2 separate regions of the Anas platyrhynchos genome follow, and region 1 is linked to region 2. The links are chromatin contacts, called in public Hi-C maps. All regions are on one chromosome and are shown on one strand. The core of a region is the stretch at or near the end of the contact, and the rest is flanking DNA. Distances in the headings are between cores, read along the strand shown.

Region 1 (4,654 bases), core at 1,158-3,657, 65 kb after region 2:
TGACTGCTAGACAGATAAAGGATGGAGTGGCTCTGCAGCCAAAGGCATAGCTTTGTATTATCCCATTATTTTTAAAGCTTTTTTTTTTTTTTTTTTTGCTAGAGATAATTGCTGAAAATAGCACTGCTGGTAGAAGCAACCTTAGAGCTGATACCAAAGTGAAACGCCAGTAATAAGCGGCCTCGTTATATAGGAATAAACAAAGCTGTTTTTCTTTATTTTGTTCCATTTCCTCCAAGAACTTTCAAATAATTCAGGGAGAGAGGTAAGAAGAGCTGGGAACATTACTTTTCCTTTAATCCTTAGATCCCTCAGCTGACTCTACACTTTGTTTTCATGCTGAAGGGGAAAAAATATTTTCCTGGCAGGTTTAGAATGATTTTTCCATTAATCTTTTCTCTTGGAGCCAAGATACATTTTTTCACAAAGATCTGATGTGACATAATACTGTACCTGGAATTTCACACTGGAGAGAGTGGAAAAATGCTCTCCCCACAGCAAAAGCACACACAAAGCTCCAGCAGAACTGAGAAGCCAAAAGAGCAATTTGAAAAGGGGACAGGAAGGAATATGGGGCAAAGTCATTTCCCACAAGGGAGGAAAGCTCTGAAACGCTGTGCTGTTTTTTAAGCCTTTCAGAGATAAACTGATAGAATACGGTATGTAGTGGCACAGGCCAACAATTATCTTGCTGGGAAGTTATCTCAGCAGTTTGAAATCCTATTAATTAAAAAAAAATAAAAAAAGAAAGAAAAAAAAAACACATGAGGGTGGAATCTCAAAGTGTAAATGCGAGGAGCAATGGAAGTGTTTCAGATTAATGCAATCCAAAGCAGAACAGAAACTGCTTCTGCAATTAAATACATATGTACATGATCTTGGATTTATGAAAGATTTCATTTGATAGGACCCACCCATCTCCCTATTTTTGGCTTATCAGTGCTTTCTTTCAACATTTAAAGTGTTTTCTTCAAAGCCCGGAGCTGGAGCATCTCCAGGCAGTTTAATTGTCCAGATGTGGATTTCCTACACACTTGCAGCATAGGGAAGACATGATGTTTTTTGCTTGGAAGCCAATGAAAAGAAGTATTTTCAAATTCAGACTTGCTTTTCAAAAGGACTCACTGGAATTTGTCTTGAAAAATTCCCAGGCCTCAGCCGAGCAATGCATCGCTCTTGACATACATCTAACCGTGGCTCTGCCTGCCTCTGGCTGGTTTTGTACCCATGGCAAAGCACCGAACAGTGCTCAGAGGGCTTCAGAGGGCTGCATGGCTGCGTTCCTCCTTAAGCCTGGTGGCGCTCTGCGCCGTGCTTTCTTGGTACTAGAAATCCAAAACCAGTGCTGGAATGAGAGAGAGGCTCAACAAACAAGGTCCTTCTGTCAAACATTGCTGGACCACAAGGAAATTTCTCAGCTGCAGTGGGCCACAGCTGGTGAGTGCCAGAAGTGTGGTTACCCAAACTCGGCTTTGTCCTCCGTGACAGCCACATTCGTTGTTCCCCAAGAGCAAGCTGGATGTAGCATGCCTCGTGCTCTCATGCAGAACTGCTGTTGCAGTATTGCTGCAGTATCACACACCTCAAGGAAGGGACCATCAAAGGCAGGTGTTTCTTATCTTTTTGGCACTGCTCTCCTGGCATCCATCCTACCAGCAAGATTTATTTTGTGGAGGGCAATATTGGCTGGAATGGCTTGTAAATCTTCTGACCACAGGGGCTGATCTTTCAGATTGGTTTGAATTTTCAGTATTACCTTAGCTCAGCTCTCAAAAACAAAAGAGTAGACTGCGTTGGAAGCCAATCCCCCCCATTTATTCCTGGCACATGCATAGTATCTGCTCAAACCTCCATCACAAATTACTTCACGTAATGCTTTCTTCAGTGCATTTTCAGAAGATAGGGCAAAACCAGACTTGGCATAAGGGAATCCCACTGCACTGGGTCACATACTCCTGATCTTGCACCGAAGCCCTACACCCTGCTCCCTGCTCATGCTGATGGCAGGGATCCTGCTGGAAATGGTCCCTCCGCTTCACCCAGAGCAGGGCCCAAGGAAGTAAGCCCCTGTCCACCCCAGCTGAGGGAAGAAGCTGCTTCCTACATACAAGTAATTAAAATGCTTTTATTCCATGAAAAGCTCCAATAAATCTCACCCCCTTTGCTCTGTGCGCTGGGCTGCATGTGGGCTTACTACGCTTTATTTTCATGACTTTCTGCCGAACCGTTTCTGAGAATTGCAAGTGTGAAAACAAATAAAAAAAAGTTATATGTGAGGGAAAACCTGCTGCCTTTGTTTGAAATCCATTCCCAGATCCACAGCTGGCCAAGCCTCGCCCAGATGTTATTGTGTGGTTATGGATTTTGGATGTTCTTTCTTTGCTGGAAGCAGCGCAGCCAACGTACGCTCCTCCTGCAAAAGATCTGCTGAGGGAAAAAACAACTGTGTACCGCAGCCGAATGCAAGAGGCAAAGCAGGGGTGGGAGCCTCTTTTGGCAGCACCCATCGGGCTGTCCTCACAGTTTTATGGCAGGTAGGAAAAGCACAGGGAACTTTCACAATGCCGCAGCCCAAAATAGGGCCATAACGCACAAAAATAGTAGGAAGCGAGACAAATAGTCCTCAGTAGTCATTTTCCTCTTTCCCCTTCTGTCTGTCCTCTCCCCTTCAATCTTTCAATTTTCCTTTCCCTTTTAGCCTTCCGTCTCTTTCAGGGTAATTTTATTTTCCATGGGGGGAGAAAGAAAGCGATTTGGCTTTGTTCGCTGCGAGGGCTGGCGCTGTGCCGGCGGGGGATAGGGGAGCAGCGTGACTGTGCTGGTAGGTGCTGTTATAAAGGTAATTATGGGCCGTTTGGTTTCATAGGGTTCTTTTAGCTAAGCTGTAAAACAGAGGTTGTTTCTGCTTACGATCATTAAAAATCCGTCACCGTGACCCATGATCCTGGTGAAATGTCAATACTGGTTTTCCGGGGTTGCGTCCTACATCACAACGTATGGCTAATATGAGAGCATCACAAGCCACATTTGACTTCAGGAATGCCAGCATCACAGTGGCAAGTGACAAAATACCCAGTACATAAAGTCTTTCTGTTCAAAAAAGGTCCTGGTAAATGTGCTGCAATGCTGGGAAGATGTGGCCAGCAGCAGGCACCCATGAAGCGAAGAGCTTTTGCTTCCTTTCCTGCTTCCCTTCAGCCCAGCTTTACAAAGGGGTTTGGGTGCTCTTCGTTTCTTCCTCTACCCAGCCTCCTTCCAGCATTACGTCTGCTTCCAGATCCTCTTTTCAGTTACCATTTCTGCAACTGAATCCCTTTCTGAAGCCACACCTTCTGCCCAGCATGAGTGCCCACCTTGCTTTGTGCGTGTCCTCCCTTCTTCTCCCCTCTCCCTCCTTCCTGACAGCATCCCTTGGCAGCCCCTACGCATTTGTCTTTCCAAGGTGAATTAATGTAGGTAATTGCTATGGTGAAAATAGTACGGTGAACTATGAATTTAGCAGGTCATTTCGCTGCTCTGTTCAATTGGTCTCATTGATGCAATCTGCTTTGGCACTGCCTCTCCACTACAAAAGCAGCAGCCTTAACACTAAGGCAGGATTTATTTCGTAGCTACTGCTACCAGCAGGTCTGGTGCTTTTCACGTTCCCTGACACCACACTTCGCTGTGGCAAGGAGTGTTTGTTTCTTCCAGAGTTCACGAGTGTATCTTGAAGTCATGTACGCGAGGTTTTAAGGTGATGTTAATGTTATCGTTGTGCAGGAAGCCAGGCCAGCAAGGCTGCAGGGGAAAAGGTGGGAGGTCTGAATGAATGAAACGAGCCTGGGATTTTAGCGTGGAGTCCCCCTCTCTGTTAAATAAATTATCTCGCAGTTTGGTAAGAAAAGATTGCCCACCACAGGAAGACCAGTGCAATTTCTCTCTCTCTCTCTCTCTCTCTCTTTTTTTTTTTTTTAACTGCCTTATTTTTTAATAAAATTTTGTCTCTTTGTTTCCAGAATGGTATGTTTGAAGGAGTTTCCAGTACTAAAGTGTAATTTTGTGTAGGAAAGCCATTCAGGGTTTCTATATTTCTTCTTCTAGAATAACTTTTATATCTTAAACCACAGAATCAGTGCACAGATGAGAACTTCTGCAGCTTCTCACTCCAGAGACTCCTTGTGCTGGCATCCTTAACTTGTAAATTTAACACATGATATTGGATGGAGCCTACAATCTGCCCTGTAATTTTATGTTTATTTTTTTTTCCCAAATATTAATTTCATATTTACTGGAGCTAAAGCCATTTTTCTGTAGTTGCTGTGACTTCTGCTCTTCAAATCTCAGTCCTGATCCCTGGCTGCAGTTTGCAGCAGTTCGGTTGATGGATTGTGCACTGCTGGGAGTCTCAAAAAGCAGTCTTTTCAGCAAGCATCCTACAACAAGTTCCCTAAACAGGACCCCCAAAATTTTGTTATACTTCCAGTAATATGTCTCAACTCCTGAAGGACAGGTCTAAGACTCTGGGTTTCTTTGTTGTTCCTCAGCCCAGGAAATAGCATTCATTGGGGCCCCTTTTCTTTTCCATATTCATCTCCATTTGTTTAAAATGAGGCATTTGGTTGGGGTCTTCTACAAATGCATAGCTGTTCTGCAGAGCTCTTCTATCTGCAGG
Region 2 (4,373 bases), core at 1,593-4,092:
ACCGCTAGAAAAATGACTATATAAATTCTGTGCCTTAAAATGTTTTCTGGCACATCTTTCCATTGTGTCCTCGGGGAAGGCTGCAATAGCTTTTGTTACAGAAGGCAAGAAAGTAAGATAGCCACCTGCATCTTATTGCTTCTCCCGTGGGCAGGGGAGCACTGATACGCCTCAGCCCCTTTTAAAGTAGGATGAACTGCTCCTCCTGGGCTGCAGGAATAACTGGCTCACAAGTCTCCAGGCTCCAAACACAGTATGTGGGGCTTCAAACACAACACACGGGGCTTCAAACGCAACACGTGGGGCTTCAAATGCAATGCATGAGGCTTCAAATGCAACACACGGAGCTTCAAATGCAGGATGTGGAGCTTCAAACACAACACAGGGCATTCCAAATGCAACACGTAGGACTTCAGACACCAAGCTTCTTTGATGTGGCCTTGCAGCCTGGCTGCTGCTAGTTACGGTGCTGTTTGGCGAGCCCTGTCAGACGCCCTGCTCTGCACCTCCCTGCCCTGCCTCCCTCCCGGGTCTTTCTTCTCACAGAGTGACAAAATGGTTGAGGTTGCAGCTCGGCTGGCCCAGACCCCTGCTCAAGCAGGGTCACCTACAGCAGCTTGCCCAGGCCCGTGCCCAGACGGCTTCCCCAAGCGGAGAGAGGGCTGCGGGGCTGCGGGCCCCCCTCAGGGCGCTGCCCCTGCCCTCTCCTCACGGGGCCGGCCCGAGCCCTGCCCCGCGCCCTCCCCTCGGCACCTGCCGCGGCCGCAGCCCCCGCGGCCACCAGCAGGCGGCGCTGCCGCCCGCCCGCCCCGCCTGAGGGGACGGGGACCGGGCGACGGGACCCGATAACGGGGATCCGATAACGGGAACCCGATAACGAGAACCCGATAACGGGACCCTATAACGGCAAACATCGCCCGGAGCCCGTGCTCCCCTTTCAGAGCTGGCGTCCCCATAAAGCCGCAACCCCCCCCCACACACACCCTGCCCCCGGCGCCCCCATTTCTGCCCCCCGTCAGCCTCTCCCGGCTCCCGCTGCACCCAAAGCGAGGGGGCAGGTTGGTGAGGGAGACACAGGGCGCACAGGAGGAGAGAGGGGTTCACGGGGCTTTGGGGCAGCGCCAGGGGAAGGTGCGGGTGTTGTCCCCGAGATCAAATAGGTTGCTTTACTTACAACGGGTGTCGTACCTCAGGCAGCTCCCTGCGCAGAGACAGCCGCTCGCTGAGCGCTTCGTTGAAGCCGTGGGTCTCCAGGCCGAGTGGCTGCTGCCCCACGGCAGCCCCATGCCCGTCCTCCAAGGGAAGGGGTTCGAGCTGGGACTCCGGGTCCCCCTCCTTTGCCTCCGGCCGCCGGCTCTGCTGCTTCACCACACGATAGCCCTTCCTGGCCTTGCTGTGGTTCCTTCGTCCCGCGGGCGACACGACGGCGGCGATCAGCTCGTCCTCCCGCAGGGAGATGAAAGGCGACAGCCCGTCCAAGGGGTAGTACTGCTGGCTCTCCTCCTGGGTGTCCAGCATCTCCTGGGGCTCCGCAAAGCCCATCTGATAGCCTTCCCGGGGGTTGAACTCCACCGGCTGGAAGGTCCCGTCCTTGCTCTGGTTGCTGGGCGGTGGATTCAGCGTTGTGACCATCAGCAGCAAAAAGCCCAGCATCAGCAGCAACAAGAGAAACTGCAGCTTACGTGATCCATATCTGCATTTCTTCCTCAAGAACATGCTGTTGGTGACAAAATGATACAGATGGTCATGTTAAACACCACTTGGATATCGCTCAGATTCCAGTCCTCGGGTTGCAGCAGAGCACTGGTTTTCACTATCTGCCAAGAGGATTTTCTGTTCCCCTCACATTTCACTGATGCCGTTTCATGCTCTCCTCTCTATTTACAGACAAAACAGAAAAAAATGCCTATTAATATTGCACTTACTGTAGTAAAAGGCAGCATGGATCCAGTGGGATGAAGTAGATCTGTTATTATTCAGTCCCGGCTTAGTTAAGAAAGAGCATGTTTAGCTGATGAAAAAAGTAGCTGAAGTTTTGATTTTTTTTCCCTTCTAAATTCTAAGTAAAAAGAAAATCCATTTCTTATAGCTTCCTTGCAGAGTATTTCCTGCTTCTTCAAAGTTTCCCGTTGCTGCCTGGTCTGATGTGCCTTATCTCTGAAAGCAGATCTGACAGCTTTCCCCCGTTCTGAGGCTTCGAGTTCGCTGTGATCAACAGATGAGAGAACTAGTCAGTCCCTGACTTTGTTTCACACATAACTACAGCACTCAGTCAGGAAGCACTTTGCCAGACATAATACAGAGCAATGTGTGCGTCTTTCTCTTGGTCCTAATGCCCTCACTGTTCTTGTCCTATCAAATCAAAACTTTGCAAAAGCTGTCAGAGGAGAAATATAAGAAGCAAAACGCCGTGTTATAAAACAAGTCAGGGTGTACCACGAATCACCCGACTTCTGAGTAACCTTATTAAGCTAAGAATGCTCAGAGTGAGAAGCAAGAATTTCATAAACTGAATAAAAGATGGAGTGCGCATGATTTATTTAGTGTTAGATTTATTCATATGGTAATGTGCTAGCTGGAGTATATGAGTATATTTCATCTGCAATAAATATTTACAGCTGTAGGGATTTTAACACTGACATAAGGATGCCAAATTATCACCTGGCAGACTGAAGTTGTCTCCTCATCCATAAATTCAGTGTTGCACGGGGAGCAGCACTTCCAGTTTTCAATAGTCCAGGAATAACATGTAGAAAGCCTGGGCTGGAACAACGACTACTGACACTGAGAGAGAACAACTTCTGTGAGTAAAAGGGGAGCTCAGTCTCTGAGGTCTGTTTGCTAATGCTGCTGGCAAGGGTGCTAGCGGGCACTGACTGTGGCATTTTTTTTGCTGCAAGACGGATGATTGTCCAATGGGAAAAGGGTGAGACAGTCCACATGCTTCAGCATCACATGCCTCTTGGTCTGGCAGAGATCAAATAGAGAAGACACTCAGGTGTTACTAACCTTTTTGATGCTGGGGACATGGGATTTGTTTTTCTTTTTTTCTTTCCCCCATATCCTGTAGCATTTGATGATCAAAAAGCTCCAACCTCCAGCTCTAGGAGGCATGTGGCTACTGGAGAACTTCCATATTCACCTTTTGTTAAAAAGTAGATTTCTAGACATTGTAGGTAAAAGAAAAACCTGAATACATGAATGCAGTACACTTTAAAGGAAGCCAGGCATTCATTCTTTCTTTCCTTCTTGCCCATTACCTCCCTATAGCCTCTTTGCTTACTCCTATAAGTTCAGTCTATGGGTCCTGGTAAACAGCTTTCAAACAGCTAAAAAGGACGGGACACCAACTTTTCAACTAAATTGGTTTCAAAAGGAGGGACTGGAGAGAGCACCTTACAGTTGCTGCAGGCACGTAGCATCTGGCACTTGTGTGTACTCCCCTGACTGTCTTATGCAGAATGCCTTGAACAAGTGAGACCAGTCTGCCGTGCCTTGGCACCTTGCCTACCTCAGCTGTTCTTAAAATGATATAACACTGCTATATCCTGGGTAGATGGAAGATTTAGCCAACATTTTGATACTTCACCATTGTGCATACCTTCCCTTTTTAGCTTAAATTCACAGAAAAGTAACATCCCAACCCACCTTCCATCTTGAGAATATTGCTCTTTATCCTTCTTTCCTTAGGAAAAAAAAAAAGTGTTGAAGTTTTCAATTCATTAGGGAAGCAGCACACATTTGCATTAAAAAAATCTGAGTTCAAAAGCATTCATTTAAATAACAATACATGTCAGACATAGAAAGACAAAATGAAATGGAAATGAAGAGACCTGTCCGAGATATTCTGCAAAATCTGGCACCAGTGACTTGCAAAATGTGTGGTTTCACAGAGTACTAATACCAGGCAAATGGAAGAAAGGGAGAAACTGAAGGAAGATTGTGTGTGGAATAAATAGGAGAAAGTAGTATTTTTTTTCTTCTTTTTTTGATCTACCCAAGTATTTTGATTTAATTTAATTATTTTTTTATTTTTTGCCTTGACTAAAATAGTAAAACAGGATTCTTTAACAACGCTGATCAAGGTAATTCTAGCCTGCAGTGGTAACTGCTGTATAAATTCTGTCCTTGCGTGTTCTGTGTTGCTGAACAAATCCACCTGGGTCTCTTGTGCAACTAGATTTCAGCTACAGATGAAACACAATTAACAAATTTACGGAAATATTTGCTCCTTTTGGGACAGAGCTGATCAGCAATGTTATCATTGAAATATATGCATATGGAATCTTACCTTTGAATATATCCTTACAATTTTAATGAAGAAGAAATGAACAACTGCAAACAATTGCAGAAAGATGTTTGGAGATTAGTCC

The links. A called contact is a pair of places that touch in the nucleus more often than the background predicts.
Region 1: a Hi-C map of subcutaneous adipose tissue shows a contact between it and region 2, with 4 times the contacts expected there. The contact joins the enhancer-like site here to the promoter of GALNT15 in region 2. A contact is called at or near these places in 2 of 8 Hi-C or Micro-C datasets (F1 follicle and subcutaneous adipose tissue).

The regions. Positions count from the first base shown.
Region 1 is chr2:122,865,859-122,870,512 of IASCAAS_PekinDuck_T2T, forward strand. No RefSeq gene overlaps it. Among named protein-coding and RNA genes, the nearest start is that of ANKRD28, 49 kb to the right of the region's middle. Within about 2 kb of position 2,408, at least 1 of the 8 cell types and tissues checked has an H3K27ac peak or open chromatin away from gene starts, as enhancers often do. A contact at or near this core is called in subcutaneous adipose tissue, where this site is marked.
Region 2 is chr2:122,800,094-122,804,466 of IASCAAS_PekinDuck_T2T, forward strand. It overlaps GALNT15 (polypeptide N-acetylgalactosaminyltransferase 15), which reads right to left and starts at 2,843. Exons shown (of 10, transcript XM_072033507.1): 1 at 2,662-2,843; 2 at 1,175-1,717. The coding sequence starts at 2,687. All of the region lies in intron 1 of LOC140001589 (a long non-coding RNA gene), which reads left to right.